2 separate regions of the Mus musculus genome follow, and region 1 is linked to region 2. A link is a contact called in public HiChIP or PLAC-seq data. All regions are on one chromosome and are shown on one strand. Each heading gives the region's core, a stretch centred on a gene start, on an enhancer-like site or on the middle of the called end of the contact. The rest is flanking DNA. Distances are from core to core; before and after follow the strand shown. Region 1 has its middle 22 kb from the start of Gm35756. Region 2 has its middle 13 kb from the start of Gm40044.

Region 1 (7,740 bases), core at 3,665-6,164, 190 kb after region 2:
CGAGAGTAAAAACCTCCTACTTTCTGCTAATTTGTCATGACAGGTTGAATCCCCCCTTTCTTTTCTCTTTGATAATTTGAGACTATAACTGGTCACCCTTGGGCTCAGCATCTTCCCCCTCAGCCTCCTGCATGCTGGGATCACAGGTGTGAGCCACTAAGTCCACTCACTGTAAGGTGTCACACCCTATCTCGTCTTGCTAGACTGTGACATTAACATTCTTCTCATCAAAGGTGGAGTGTGCCTAGTCATCCCCTCCTAGGTCCCCATCCTGGCAGGCTAGTGACTATTGCAAAGAGATTTGGAAGGATAAGTCCTAAAAGGCTATGTGGCACACAGATAGTCCTCTTGACACCCTGCTGGCACGCTGTGAATAACACCCAGGCTATGCTAGGAGGCTGTTTAGCTGCTGGAGCTGAGTTCTTCAAGGGCAGCTAGCATCACCTGTCAAGTGTGTGAGGAAGCCTTTAGGGTGACCCCAGGCTGCTGCTGCTATCTGGTTGGAGCCGTATCAGATACCGTGGAGTTCAGGTAACCCCAGAAGTCAGACGACAGAACCATGAGGCATATTAATCAAAACAATACCCCCATCCCTACCACCTTAGTATCGTTTTCCACACAGTGTTAAGGATAGGACCTGAGTCACTGAGTTACATCTATAGCTCTTGATAGTTATTTTTTGAGCCACTAAATTTTGGGATTTTTATTTAGCATCAGCAGATACTCAGAGGGCTGCTATGTTCCCTAGAGCCTAGGATAATTCCTGGAACATACTCCTTCAATAAACATTGCTGTGCACAAATGCTGCTCTGCTCCGGAGGTAAAAACATGCTGTTTTCTTGATGGACATTTTTTTTCCCTTCAATTTTTTCCCCTTAACTTATTCCTTAACTTCTTGCTTAACTTATTATGTAGATTAACTTATTTGTGCACTACACAGCTCTGTATATGTGGAGACTTCATGGCAATGGTTCTTTGGTGTTCCCGAGTATGCGCATAGGAAAGGAATCTGCTCACAAGGCCTGAGTGAAGAATGCTGAGTTTCTGATATGGATCGCCAGGTGCAAGGAAGTAGAGGCAGGAGGATCAGGAGTTCAAGGCCATCCTTGGCTGGGCTGCACAGCAGAGTTCCAGGTCAGCTTGGGTCATAGGAGACTGTGCTCGTCATTTTTTTTCCTTTGGTCACCAATGCCGAATAAAAGCAAGTTGAGGAAAGGAGACTTTCTTTAGGTTTATGGGCCAAAGGGAAGCAGTCCATCATGACAGGGAAGTCTTGGTGGGAGGCACGGGTAGATAGATGGTTGGCCGGGTTGCTTTTGCAATCAGGAAGCAGTGGAGAGTGATCCTTGTTGGTGCTCAGCATACTGTTTCCTCCTTTGTATCCAAGTCAGGGATCAATCCCACGGAGCAGCGCCACCCACACCCTGGTGGATCTTCTCACCTCCGTTAACCCACTTTAGGTATTCACTAGTGCATGAGTGCCCAGGGTCTTGTTTCTGTGCATTCACTAGTGTGTGTGTGCCCAGGGTCTTGTTTCTGTGGTTATCGTAGGTCTGAGCAAGCTGATGGTTGAGATCACAGAGACCTTGTTACAGAACAATACACAAACAAGGAGGGGGGGGGGTAACCAATTGTGGTTTTTATTTGGTTTAACTTTGGTCATTTTCATATACATAAACATCTGTAACAGAGATTGAGCCAGACAATTCTTTGGCATGGGCAAGCTGAGGCCCTGGTGGTCCCTATTCACCGCTTACATTTTTGCTACGTTTTCCCCAGGCATAATTGTTAGTCTTCATGATGGACACGGAGAGGCTAGACCTGTCCTAGCTTAGAGTATGGGTTTTACTATCACCACAGCACTTTCAGATGAAGAAAGCAATGCAAAACCCCCATCAAAGAAAAGAGAGAGAACAAGGAAAGAAACCAGTTTTCAAAGTCACTGTGACCTACACGAAGTGAAGTTGCTTTAAAACAGGCCTTCGTTCTCTCAGTCGGAAAGGTCTGTTACAACTGGGGTTGTGTTGTAACCCACCCCACTAGCTGGTGTCAAAACAATGGGGAGTTCTAGGGCAGAACCCTCAAAAAATGTCACCTGTCTTCCAACTTTCAAACTCAACCAACTCTATTTGCTTAATTGGCTTTAGATGTGAAAGAGTCAAGCATTTGTCTTGGGCCTTGGGACAGTTTCAAAGAGATGAGGGAATGACATCTCTTTATCCTTTGATCTAGAGTGGCTTGTCTTTTTGCCAGTCATCTATATTCTGACAGGCAGCCTTGGGGGGTACCTGCTTGGCTGTCGAAGCATTAAACTCAAGTCTGGTAGAGATATTCAGTGTAAGGCCAGGATGGCTGTGGTTCTTTGGCATTGAAAATCATGTGGGAGCTCTGTAGGAAGTGGTCATTCATCTTAGTTATTGTCCTGAGATGTCTCAAGCGCCCATCTGTGCTGGCTCTGAGAGCCGAAGGGCATCGCTGGGTAGGTGAGCCACTTCATAACCAGCACCTTTCCATTTCCCACCACTCTTTGGACCTCAGCCATGGGGAGAATAGAGACCCCTGGGGGTGAGGGCTCTGTCTATGCTCTGTGACCTGCAGTCTCCAATCTTCATGATATTTTGCTATTTCCAGGGGCTGAGATTAAGTTTGCAAATCAGTATGGTGAGTAAAAAGGCATATTGGGAAGTTAGCGTGTGCTGGAGGCAGAGGCTGCATAAAGGAGTCAGAATTTAAGACGTGGAGCCACAGGCGGTACAGCAAAGGCTCAAGGTTTCTCCTACTCATCAGCGCCAAGTCCTACTAAGTGCTTTCAGGTGGAGCAAAGTCAACTGCTTCTTCTCAAGCCGTGCACTGATTTAATAAAAAAAAAAAAAAAAACACTCTCTGAGAATTGGGGAGATAGCAGTTCCCAGGTGTGTTAGTTACATCTCTCATCATTTTGACCAAATACCGGATGAGAAGCAACTTAAAGGAGGAAGGGCCTCCATTGTCTTACACTTGAGGGGTGCAGTCTGTCAGGTAGGGAGGTGTCACCAGAGTGTGATACTGTGCACAGTCAGGGCAGAAGCAAGCCCTCAGCTTGCTTTCTCTCTTCATCCAGTCCTGCATTCTTTGTTTACCCCACATTCAGGGTAGGGCTTCCCTTTGTGCAAACACCCTCACAGATATAACTCAAGATGTATGTGGTGATTGTAACTCCCTTCGCCTTGACAATGGAGATTAACCCACAGAGATGGGTTAGGATGTAGGAAGGCTTGTAGGTGGCTTCTCAGTCTACCTGTGAGGGAAAACTTCATCTGTTTCTAGTTTCATATCATATTCTGGCTCCTGACACAGAGAAGTCATTTTTGTCGAGTGATTTACTCGTTGAAGACTTTGTGTATTGATGTCCTCCTACGCTAGACAAATCTTGTTAAAGTTTATTTTAACCATGTTGTTTTCTGATACGAAACTGATAACAAGGAACATGGAAAGAACCCTTGCTGAATCTCCTCCGTGCACTTAATTTCTGCTCCCAAAGTTAAAAACGTTCTGTTTCATTAACTGCTGTTCTCATATCAACTTTAAATTCTTCAAAAACATATTTACACACACACACATACACACAAAACAAAAACAAAAAACAACCCTTTGTCTTTTAGACATTATCTCATTATCTGTTGATGTACCAACTCTAAATGATACATTTCATGATGAAGGGATGGCTCAGGGCCTAATGTGTTTTTGCTTTTGCTTCTATTTTGTTGAGAACTGAGTTCTGCTCTCTAGTACCCTCGTAAAAACTGGGCCTGATAGTGTATACTTGCATTTTTAGAGCTTGGGTGGTGGTGGTGGTGGTGGTGGTGGTGGTGGTGGTGGTGATGGTGGTGGTGATGGTGGTGGTGGTGATGATGGTGGTGGTGATGGTGGTGGTGGTGGTGGTGGGGATGGTGGTGGTGGTGATGGTGGTGGTGGTGGTGGTGGTGGTGGTGGTGGTAGTGGTGGTGGTGATGGTGGTGGTGGTGATGGTGGTGGTGGTGGTGGTGGTGGTGGTGGTGGTGATGGTGGTGGTGGTGATGGTGGTGGTGGTGGTGGTGGTGGTGGTGGTGGAGACGTGTATTCTGGGGGCTCTACAGCTAGCCAGTCTAGCTGATATAGATCGCTGTAGGTTCAGTGGAAGACCCTGTCTCAGAAAGTAAGGTAGAGAGTGATGAAGGACAATACCCTGACAGAGTCTGCCTCAACACCCAAACACACACACACACCATGAAGAAGGGAAGAAAATAAGATAAGAAAGGGAGGATATACTTCAGTCTTCTCAATTGTGCCCTGTCTCACCCTCTGTCTCACACGTGATTATTTCCTAGCATCTACAGCACAAACATCAGGATTTTGAGGGTCAGTGTTTACTCTCCTTGCTACTGTAACTATGTAAATAGTTTTCACACTTGATCTGGGCATGTACTGTTTACTTTCCTGAACACATTTCCCCCTCCGAGTTAATAATTACTTTATTTTCCCTTTTGCTTCGCTTTGTGCATAATTTTTTTTAGCACTTTAGTCTGAAGCTGTCGTTTGTGAATATCCCGAAATGCACATTCACTCTGAAGTGAAATAATACACCTTCTGCCTACTATAAAAATAAATAAGATGGATCCATTGTGCTCCTTGCTTCTAGCTGGACTGTGCGCTCTCTAGGGGGACCGCACAGCTGTGCTCTGGGTTTCTTTATCTTGGCTTTCTTTCATTTATGTTCTGGATTTCCTATGAGTTGGTTGCCTAGTGCTGTGTAACAAACCACCCGAGCATTTAGCAGCACAAAAGGACCGATTATTGCTTTTTTCCTACAGTTTCTGTGGGTAGTGAGTGTGGGAACAGCTCAGCTGCATGGCTCTGCTTCTGGTTTCTCCTGCGGCTGCTTCCAGTTTCTCCAGAGGTTGAAGTCCTCGGGAGCTTGGTTTTGCCTGGAGAATCTGCTCCGTATTACTTCACCCCTCACTCCTCCTACCTTTCCCTTCTCTCCTTCCTTCCTCCTCCTCTTTCCTCCTCCCCTGCTCTCCTTGTTCTGTAGCCCAGGCTGGCCACAGACTCAATCTGTACTGAGGATTGATCCTGAAGTTTGGTCTTTCTGTTTCCGAGTGCTGGGATCATGGTGAGCCACCACCGTGTCTGGCTTGCTCTGCTGGGGTGGAGCCTAGAGTTTTGTGTGTGCCCCGCACACCGTCTCCCACTAAGTGGGCTGCATCCCCGGCCAGGGTTACTTCTCCTTGCATTTTGGGGAAGGTTACCTGGGATGCAATCTTTTTAGAGTCTACATTTGCGTATGTGTCTCTTTTCAGCCCCGAAGGGCGATCTCTTCACGGATTCATTTTTCTTGAGGATTTTGAAGGCTTTGCTTCATTGTCATGGTTTCCAGAGTAGCCAGTCAGGTCTGATGCCAGACTGAATCTTTGTCATATATCTATTTTTGTATTTATTTATTTATTTATTTATTTTAAACTTTTAGGATCTTTTCTTTTTTCTCTTGCATTCTGGAGTTTTATTTTTATGATTTCCCCTTTCTATATTTGTGTATTTTCCTGGTAAAAATAAGATCTCTCAATTTTGACACCTAAGCTCTTGTATTCTACATTTTTCTTATGTATTTATTGAAATTGAAAAATGTCTTAAATCTTTAAATGGCTTCTTTCTGGGGTCATATTTGCTCTATGTTTAAGTTGTATTGATTCCTAATTTTCTAAGCAATATTTTTCCATCATTTTTTTCTCTATTTTCTAAAAGCCTTTTGAAGTGTTATCTCTCAAAAACATGTATTGAGTTTTGGATACTGTTTTTGTGGTTTTAACTTCCTGTGGTACTTAATGAACGCGCCTTCTCTTTGTTTTCTCACACACTTGGCCCTTCCATTTTCTTTCTGAGAATGTCTTAGCACATAAGAAATTAGCTAAAAATGTGTGTTTAGGGATAAAGCTTGCCAAGACCAGAGCAATAATTTAGAGTAGTTGATTGGAGCTATTTCATTGATGGATATAGTAACACAGTATTTTTTTTCTAAATTCTTTAGTCTCTTTAGAGAAATCACCTAATCACCTAATATTTTGGGGTGTGTGTATGTGTGTTTGTGTGTTTGTGTGTGTGTGTGTGTGTGTGTGTGTGTGTGTGTGTGTGTGTGTGTGTGTGTGTACTGAGGGCTGATTAACAAACCAGACTCTCTGGATTCTAGAATTCCGCTAGGGTGAGAGGGAAGAGAGACCTCATCACATCTTACGTGTGACTCCACCAAGTCTTTCTGTTTTAGAGAATGCCCTTCAACTCTGCTTAGCATCCCTGTGTCTGGAGACCGTTGGAGTTTACCCTCTCAGTGTGTTGTTAGTATGGAGAAAATTGTTTATCCGTTTATAGATATTTAAGCAAAGTCTTTCTCTCTCAGATTCAGCCTTCTTGCTGGCCCCTGTCCGGTCAGCATTGACCTTGCAATTTCTGCATGTGGGGGGGGGGCATTTGTTAGAATGCCAGTTTTTAAGATATGGTCCTGGAATCTTTGGGGTCTGAAAGGTCAAAATTTTTTTTATTGTAGTACTAAGCTACTATTTATCCATTTCATTTTCATTTTCCTCTGAGCACACTAGAGCATTTTCCCAAGGCAGCATGACCTGTGCTATCACAACAGATTGAAGGCAGAAGCAGAGGTGAGACTCTAGCTGGCTTCTGTTACAGAAGAGATTTGAAAAAAAATGTTTATCAAGGCCGTTTCTTTTTTCCAGTACTTTCTTTATGTTGAAAATAATAATTATTTTCTCTTACAATATATATTAGTCTGTACTATAATTATTAGTACTGTTGAAATAAATGAATATGTAGTTAATAAGAATATGTTTTATGGTTAATTGTTGATTGTTACTGTGGACATGGAGTAGCCCTCAAAGGCACTTGTATGCAAAGTTCCCTCTTCTTCATGCAGGGCTGTTAGTGAGTGGTGGCCCCTTGGGAGGTGGGGTCTGGTGGCAGGACATTAGGTCACTGGTGTACCATGAATGGGTGTGCCATGAATGGGTGTGCCATTGGGATCTTTGACTCTTCTCCCTCTCTCTGCTTTCTGGCCACTCTGAAGTTTTGCTTCACTACTCTTCTAGCCGACTAGCCATCAGAGGTAACGAAAAAGAAAGGATACAGGGGAAGTGGACCTGTTTAGAAAGGATCTTTGGAGCAACTCCCATCTGTGTTGTCAGAAAATCAGCAGATCAGTTCACAGGAGTCAGCAGTGGCAGCTTGATCTACTCACAAACACTTCACCGGATACACCAGCAGTCTAGTTTGGTAGTGTCAGGATAGCAAACATGAATCAGCAGTAGTGGCATGACCTAGCAGTGACAGCTAGGCCTCAGCCTCAGCAGGAGTGAGCAGGAGGGACCAGGGCCAATAGAAATGCCAGGAAAAGATCTTGGCTTAGCCTCTCTCAGTGAAGTGAAGATGTGAGACCAACAAACACTGCACAGCTAACTCTATAAGCAAGCCAAGCTCAGCCTCTGTCACTGTCTGTCCACTCCTTTGTATAGTCCCTCTAAACATCACATGTCCTCCATGGATTTTGCTTCAGCACATGTGTCTGTCTCAGCTGACATAATGCTGCCAATCAGTCCAAGTCTGAGGGAGCAGCAAAAAACTGCAGCAGATCATCAGAAGTTTTTTGGTTTCTTTCTATGGAGTCCCGACAAATGCAGCTCAACTATGCAATGTAAGGTGGACCAATACATGCGTATC
Region 2 (7,487 bases), core at 272-2,771:
TGCAATTCCACCACTCAGCCTTTAGTATGAACCTCAGGCCAGGTCTACATAGCAAGACTGGCTCAAATGCCAGTGTCCTATGTCTCCCTGTCACTGTGTCCTATCTCATATTCACTTCTTCCTCTCTGTCTTTACTTTTGTTGGCGCAAAGTCCCAACGTGAAGTTTGCGGTAGCCTCACTACCATGCTTGCCCCACCCTTACCAGTTTTTCCCCCACAGGGTCTCATGTAGCCCATACTAGTAGGCTGGTTTGGGTGGTAACTTCAAATCTTTGACTTTTGTGTATGGGTGATTGGCCTATATGTGTATCTGTGTATCCCAAGTGTATTTAATACCCAAGGAGGCTTCATGATGACATTGGTTTCCCTGGTAGCTGTGAGCTGCCATGTAGGTACCTGACAGCCTCTGCAAGAGCATCCAGTGCTCTTAATTGCTGAGCCATCTTTAGTTTCTTGGTATTAGTTATTGTTTAATTTTGGTTTTTTGGTGTGTGTGTGTGTGTAGTAGGAGGCCGGCCCGCGGCCTACATGAACCAGGTATTTCTGGAAGGCAGGCTGGGGCTGAAAGAGACTAGACTGCGAAAAAAGAATGATGAAGCCAAGACAAATTTTTCTCTGATCAAGGCCCGAGAGTTTACTAAGAGGCTGTGCTTGTAAGGGGGGAAGGCCCATATCCGCGCCCCCCTTTCCCACCAGTCCATCCTTGGTGCTTTGTCGCCATGCCGCCATGCAGCCAAGCCCGTTAGCACTTGGTTGCCAGGCTGTTGCTTATTCAGGAATGTCTCTGGAAGACAGGTTCAGCCTCTCTGCAGGTAGCAGAATCTCAGGGCAGTTGACTTCAAAAGAAGCCAGCCAAATAGGAAAGCTGCACCACAGGTGGCCCCACATCAGTGGGGACAAGGTCTGTACCAGCCTGCTTCAGGAGGCTGTGTGTGTGTGTGTGTGTGTGTGTGTGTGTGTGTGTGTGTGTGTATACATACATGAGGTGGGCTCTCATCTGAATGCATATGTACAGGCTACAAGTCAACTTGAAGTATGTTCTTTGTCTTAGATAGGGTTTGCATTGCTGTGAAGAAATACCATGACCAAGACAAGTCTTATAAAGGACAACATTTAATTGGGGCTGGCTTACTGGTTCAGAGGTTCAGTCCATTATCATCAAGGTGGTAGAGTATGGCAGTGTCCAGGCAGATGTGGGAGAAGCCAAAAGTTCTACATCTTGGTCAAAGGCAGACAGGAGAAGGCTGTCTCCCATGTGGCTAGGAGGAAGGTCTCAAAGCCCACCCCCACAGTGACACACTTCCTCCAACAAGGCCACACCTCTTAATAGTGCCACTCCCTGTGTCAGGCATATACAAACCTCCACATTCCTCTGTGCTCTCCACCTCCTGTTTTGAGGCAGGCTCTTTCTCTGAACCTGAAGCTGGCCCATTGGCTGAACAGGCAGCCCAGCATGCCCTGGGAGTCAGCCGTTACTGCCGCCCTGGCACTGGGGCTTAGGTGTATCCTGCTGACTTTCTGCAGAGGCGCTGAGGAGTCGGTTAGCAGGTCCTCTTGTCTGTGGAGCAAGCAAGCACTTTATACATTGAGTCATCTACCCGTTCCTCTGTGGTATCGTTTTGCAAGAAATTACCACTGGGGGAAACTGGGCCAAAGGTCCCTGGGATCACTCTGTAGTATTTCCCTTTTTCTTTGTAATAGTCTTACAAAGGTCTGTAAGGCTACAGTTATCGCAAAGTAAAACATTCAATTAACAGCAGCAACAAAAAACCCCAACAGATCAAGCCTGCTTGCTTTGCCCTCATAGCTTCTTGGCAGTACCTTGAATTGTCCAGCAGTCTTTGTTCTTGTTCTCCCTGACCCCAGCCCCACCCCTGAGGTCCAGGAAGGGTGTCATTTCACCACAGGTGTTACTGGGCAGGTCTTCTAAATGTGTCAAGGGGACCTGCTATTTGCAAATAGCAAATTTTCTTGTAAGTAGTTTGTTGTTGTTGTTGTTGTTGTTATTATTATTATTATTATTATTATTATTATTATGTTTTTAAAAGACAGAGTCTCACAATGTAGCCCTGGATGTCTTGGAACTCACTATGTAGACCAGGCTGGCTTTAAACTCTCAGAGATCGCCCCCCCCCCCCCCCCGCCCGCCACCTACCATGCCTGGCTAGTGTGAGCAGTTAGGTCAGGCACCCGGACCAAGTCAATTACAGCATGGTTTCCCTTGGGAGAATCCAGGAGAGCTAGAGTCAGGTACTTTAGACAGAGGTTGGCACACGAGATAAACTTTATTTAATTAGGAGGGTTGAAAAGACATCATGGAAAAAAAAAAAAAAAGCCGGGTGTGATGGCGCATGCCTTTAATCCCAGCACTCGGGAGGCAGGCAGATTTCTGAGTTCAAGGCCAGCCTGGTCTACAAAGTGAGTTCCAGGACAGCCAGGGCTATACAGAGAAACCCTAGATCGGGCAGATTTCCCACTACACAACTCTATTACTCAGCCATGAGAGCCCTTGTTACTTGTGGCTTCTCTGGGCCACGTGGCCCTGCTCCATCTTCCTCCCTCTCCTCCTCCTCTGCCTCTCTTCTCCCTCTCTTAAAACCTTCAGTTCCACCTTCCCCTTCCATTGCCCAGCCACAGGCTCTGGTCTTTATTTGACCAGTTACAATGGGGAGAAGATTCACAGGAAACCACCTGAGGATTGGGGAAGCCTCTCTTGAGGAAGCAGAATTAGCATCAAAATGCAAACAGCACCGGGGCCATCCACAGCAACTCTCTGACTGTCTCTCACTAGGCTCAAACTTAAGGCCTCACGCTGGCTAGGCAGGCACTCTTCTCCTGAGCCCTGTTGCTTTGAGCATAGAATGGCAGGAACATGGCATGGCGGGGTGGGGCGTCTAATCTCATGGCAACTGGGGTAAGAAGAGACATGTGAAGGAACTAGGGTCTTATTTAACCAAGGTTGTCTCGCTAAGTAGTCTAGACCGGCCTTGAATTCACTCTGTAGTCCATGCAGGCCTTGGACTTGAGATTCCTTAGCCTCTGTCTTCAGAGTACTAGGATTGCAGCCGACAGCCATCATGCCAGCATGATAAGCAGCTAAAAATGTCTTTTATTGTGTGCATGCCACAGTTCTTATATGGCAGTCAGAGGATAACTTGCTGGACCTGGTTAGCTGGTTTTCTCCTTCCAACGGCTGGATCCTCTGGGGTTGAGCACAGGTTTTCAGGCTTGGCAGCAAGTGCTCTTTTCTGCCGAGCCCACCTAGCTGGCCCTAAGGGCAGTTTCTAAGGAGCCCTTTATTTCACCCTTAGAAGACAGACACTGGGCTGTGGCTACAGCTCTGTTGACAGGATGCTGACAGAGCATGTGTGATGTCTTGGGTTCCATCCTCAGCACTGCGTGAGGTGGTGGCACATGCTTGTCAACACAGGGCTCGGGAGGAGAAGGCAGCAGGATCAGACTTTAAAGTTGTCATTCGCTCTATGCTAAGTTTGAGGCTAGCTTGAGCTACATGAGACCCTGTCTCAAAATGAGAGGGAGGGGGCGCTGGGGAGGTGTTATTTTAACTTCACTGTTGTGCACACAGTTGGGTCCAGTCTTTCCTGTTGATGCTCGGCAAAGACCTCACACTGGTGCTCACGCTGGCAGTCACGTGAGGCTGGGTTATTTTACTGAAGGCTTGCTGTCCTTCGTGCAGTCAGCAGCAGGGCTAGGTGGGGAACCCTCGGGGGAGAACTATGTCAATCCCTGTGTCCGTTCTCCAATTCTGTGATTAAGAAGACAGACACTTGGAGGGTTGATTGTGCTATGACAAGTGCTTTGCTCAGTGTCAAGAGAGAACAGAAGGCCATCTAATCCTACTTAAGGATCGTTTACTCAAAGCTAAGAATGGGCCAGTTGCTAGGAGTGGTGGGGAGTGGAGACAAGAGGATCAGGGTTTCCAGGTCATTCCCCGGTAAGTGGTGAGTTGAAGGTCAGCCCTGTCTCCAGGATCAAAAACAAGACACAAGGCATGCATGGTTTGAGTAAAACACAGTAGCGTCTTAATAAGTAGATATGGCCGAATGAATACACGGGGTGGCCTGTGTTCTGTCTTCAAGCTGCTCGTTGGCTGATTCCAAGATGATGACTTAGCTCCTTCGTGTCACGAAAAAGCCAAAAAATATATAGTGGATGTAATCGTTCCAGTTCTAAGGAGCAGGCAGGTGCCATGTGCATCCATTCGGAAAGTGTTTACCTGCACTCTGATCCCCTGTAACTTCCCATTATTGTTTGTTTCTATCATTAATCTTTCCTTCCCAGGCCTAGACACGCTGCCTTTGGCTATTTTCATCTTATTGTGTTAGGTCTTAGAAAGGCACATGTCCAGTGTCTATAATACAGGAGACAGGTAGGAGACCAAGACCTGCGGGAGAGAAATTTAATAAAACTTTGTTTCCCCAAGGATGGATGTACCAGAAAGCAGTGACTTGAGTCTGCGAAATGATGCAGCCATGACTGAGCTGTGTGGGCAGCCAGGTTGAAGGGTGGGCTCCCCCCCCCACCCCCCTTCCCCATGCACTAAACATTTGCTCTAGTGAAAAACAGAATCGGAAGCCCTACATTCGAGTCACCCACGAGGGCCAGAAAAAAATGTTACTTTTATGCTACCCATTAAGACATTTACCTGTCCCATATGCCCCAGCACTTACAGGGGAAAGAGGGATTTGCCCAGTGAAAATTGAGAGCACATTCCTGAGAAATTGTTTTCCATAAATCTCGCAAATTACTGTGCTCAAATATTCTAGGCTATCGTCAGCCGGACCGCTAGGGAGAGATTATGGGGAAATAACTGAGAACAGCAATAAGATCCTGCACGGCTCTAACCAGAGCTCCGGGCTATGACCTTTTTTGCACAGGAAGCATTCCTGTTGGCTGCCTGAGTTGCTAGGACACACAGCCCAAACCTCCCCCATGAAACTGGAGATTGCCTGATGCGCAAGTGAGACCACTTGGGTAGAAGAAGAAGACCACTGAATGGGCAGTTGAGATTTTGTTCAGTAGAGCCTTGTGCCCGCTCATCCAGTTGCATTTAGCAGATGCCACCTGCCACCATGCTCAGTGCTCACAGGTGGATGCCACCTGCCACCATATTCATCAATCTCCAAGTTTCTTTTACTAAAATTTTTATTTGATTCATCTCTTTACTTGAGAAAAGTCCTTCTTTTATGGAACAGATATGTGACTTCAAACTTGAGATTCCCCCGTCTCAGCTTCTTGTGTATACTGACTACAGGTTTGGACCACTGAGCAAAGGTTCCATATTGATATTTTTGGTTTTTATGTTTTGCTCCGAGACAGGGTCTCATGTAACCCAGGCTGGACTCAAACTAGGTGTGTATCTTCTGCTGGACTTGAACTCTTGAGTCTCCTGCCTCTACCTCCAGAGGGGTCGGAATACAAGGGTGGGCTACCACACCAGGTTTTCCATATTGACTTTTTGTTTGTTTTTGGTTTTTCTAGACAAGGGTTCTCTGTGTATTAGCCCTGGCTGTCCTGGAACTGGCTCTGTAGACCAGGCTGGCCTTGAACTCACAGAGATTCACTTACCTCTGCCTCCCAAGTGCTGGAATTAAAGGCATGTGACACCATGCTATGCATATTAACTTTTGAACCACTGATTGGGTTTTTTTTTTTGCCAACTAGTAGTCATTGACTTAGGCGAATATGAAAGTTGAAACAAATCTTTTAAAAAGCAGAACTAGGCCTAGCATAGGTATGTAATTCCAGTTACTCAGGAGGCAGAGGCAGGAGAATTATAAATTCATTGCCTGTATGGGCTACAAAGAGAGATCAGGGCTAGCCTAGGCAACTCAGTGAAACCTTGTTTCAATGTAAAACATTTTAAGCTCAGTGGTAGAGCACTTTGCTAGCATGTGGTTCAATCCTCAGTACCACTAACCAAAACTAAACTAACCAACTAATCAACTAACCAAACCAAACCAACCAACTAACCTACCAGCCAACCAACCAACCAACCAACCAACCTATGAAAACCCTGGACTGGGGATGTAACTCAGCTGCTAGAACTTCCCTATGGTGCAGTGGGTACTGAATTCCATCCCAATACTACACAAACCAGGGCACAGTAGTGCACATCTGTAATGGGAGCACTCAGAAGGCTGAGGTAGGAGGATTAGAAGTTTCAACTACATAATGAACCTAAGGCTATTGTGGGCTAAACGAGATCCTGTTTCAAAAAGACAAACCAACCCCCTCCACCCCCAAAAAACAAAAACAAAACAAAACCCCAACACCAAAACTAAGTTACATGTCAGGATATCGCTTGCGATTAGCTTTTGAGGAGAAAGTATTACTCGTCACCATTCAGCGTGGAGGTCTATTGGTAATAGATGCAACGAATTATCCGGTGGCTCAGCACTGTGGTTAATTTTTAATTAAAAATACAGAGCTTGACCGCTCAATGATGACTTGTGAAGCTGTGCTGTGATAAGCAGCACAGGTGGTCAGCAGTTGCGGCTGTCTCTAGGGAAACCGGGAACTTTTATGGTGACTGACATATGGCGGCAGCAGACAGGCTTCTGAAACTGATGCAGCAACGTCGGTGTCCTTAGAAACATCGGGTTGTTAGCAGCGGGGCCAGAGCCTCCACTTAGTCCTGCAGCTAAGGGAGTTTTTGAGTTTCCACGATTCTGCAAAGTGCTTTCTTTCTTACTAGAGCCACACAAGTGAATCTTTATCGATAGTGGGGACTGGAACAACACAGGCTCATATTCCCCTAAGCTTAAAAAATTTCATGGGGGCTAGAAAGATGGGTCAGTTGTTAAAGCAGGGGACCCAGGCTGGATGCCCAGCACCCACAGGACAACTCACAGCCATCTGTTACTACAGTTTCAGGGATCAGACGCCCTCTTCTGGCCTCTTTGGGCACTGCACACATGGGCACTGCACAGACTTCTTTGCAGGCAAACACCAGCATGCATACAAATAAATAAAAATTTAAAAAGTTAAAAAAAAATCTTAGCACAAACATGTAATATCACTCTGTAGACCAGGCTGGCTTGGAACTCACAGAGATCCGCCTGACCCTGCCTCTGGCGCGCTGGAATTAAAGACACATGCCATCACCGCCAGGCACATTTAAAAATTAATACTCATTTATATTCCAGTTGGTTTACAGGAAAAAAAAACAACAACCCTGTTTTTGAATTATACTAATTGAGATGTGGTGCAAAGTAATTGTGCCTAAAAAATTAGATTTGAGATAAAAAATTATTGTTTTTAGTGAAAAGATTAATTTTCATCACCCATTTATATGGAAGTGGATTAGTTAATACTGGTTGACACTTAGCAAAAACTTGATGTGGAACTGAAGTATAAGAACTACGTTCAATTGGCAGGGTCACTGTGGGGTATTTCAAAACAGCTCCTACGTCATTAGTAAGCGTGCAAAGGTGGCTTACATGACCTTCTGGACTTACATGGCA

The links. HiChIP or PLAC-seq counts read pairs in DNA pulled down with a chosen protein or histone mark.
Region 1: a contact with region 2 is called in an HNF4G HiChIP or PLAC-seq map of pancreatic cancer cells. The contact joins two enhancer-like sites. A contact is called at or near these places in 1 of 115 datasets of contacts at active chromatin or transcription factors (pancreatic cancer cells) and 1 of 9 other capture datasets (pancreatic islet).

Annotation. Positions count from the first base shown.
Region 1 is chr3:51,016,830-51,024,569 of GRCm38.p6, reverse strand. No RefSeq gene overlaps it. Among named protein-coding and RNA genes, the nearest start is that of Gm35756, 22 kb to the left of the region's middle. Within about 2 kb of position 4,914, at least 35 of the 459 cell types and tissues checked have an H3K27ac peak or open chromatin away from gene starts, as enhancers often do. A contact at or near this core is called in pancreatic cancer cells, where this site is marked.
Region 2 is chr3:51,204,080-51,211,566 of GRCm38.p6, reverse strand. No RefSeq gene overlaps it. Among named protein-coding and RNA genes, the nearest start is that of Gm40044, 13 kb to the left of the region's middle. Within about 2 kb of position 1,521, at least 92 of the 459 cell types and tissues checked have an H3K27ac peak or open chromatin away from gene starts, as enhancers often do. A contact at or near this core is called in pancreatic cancer cells, where this site is marked.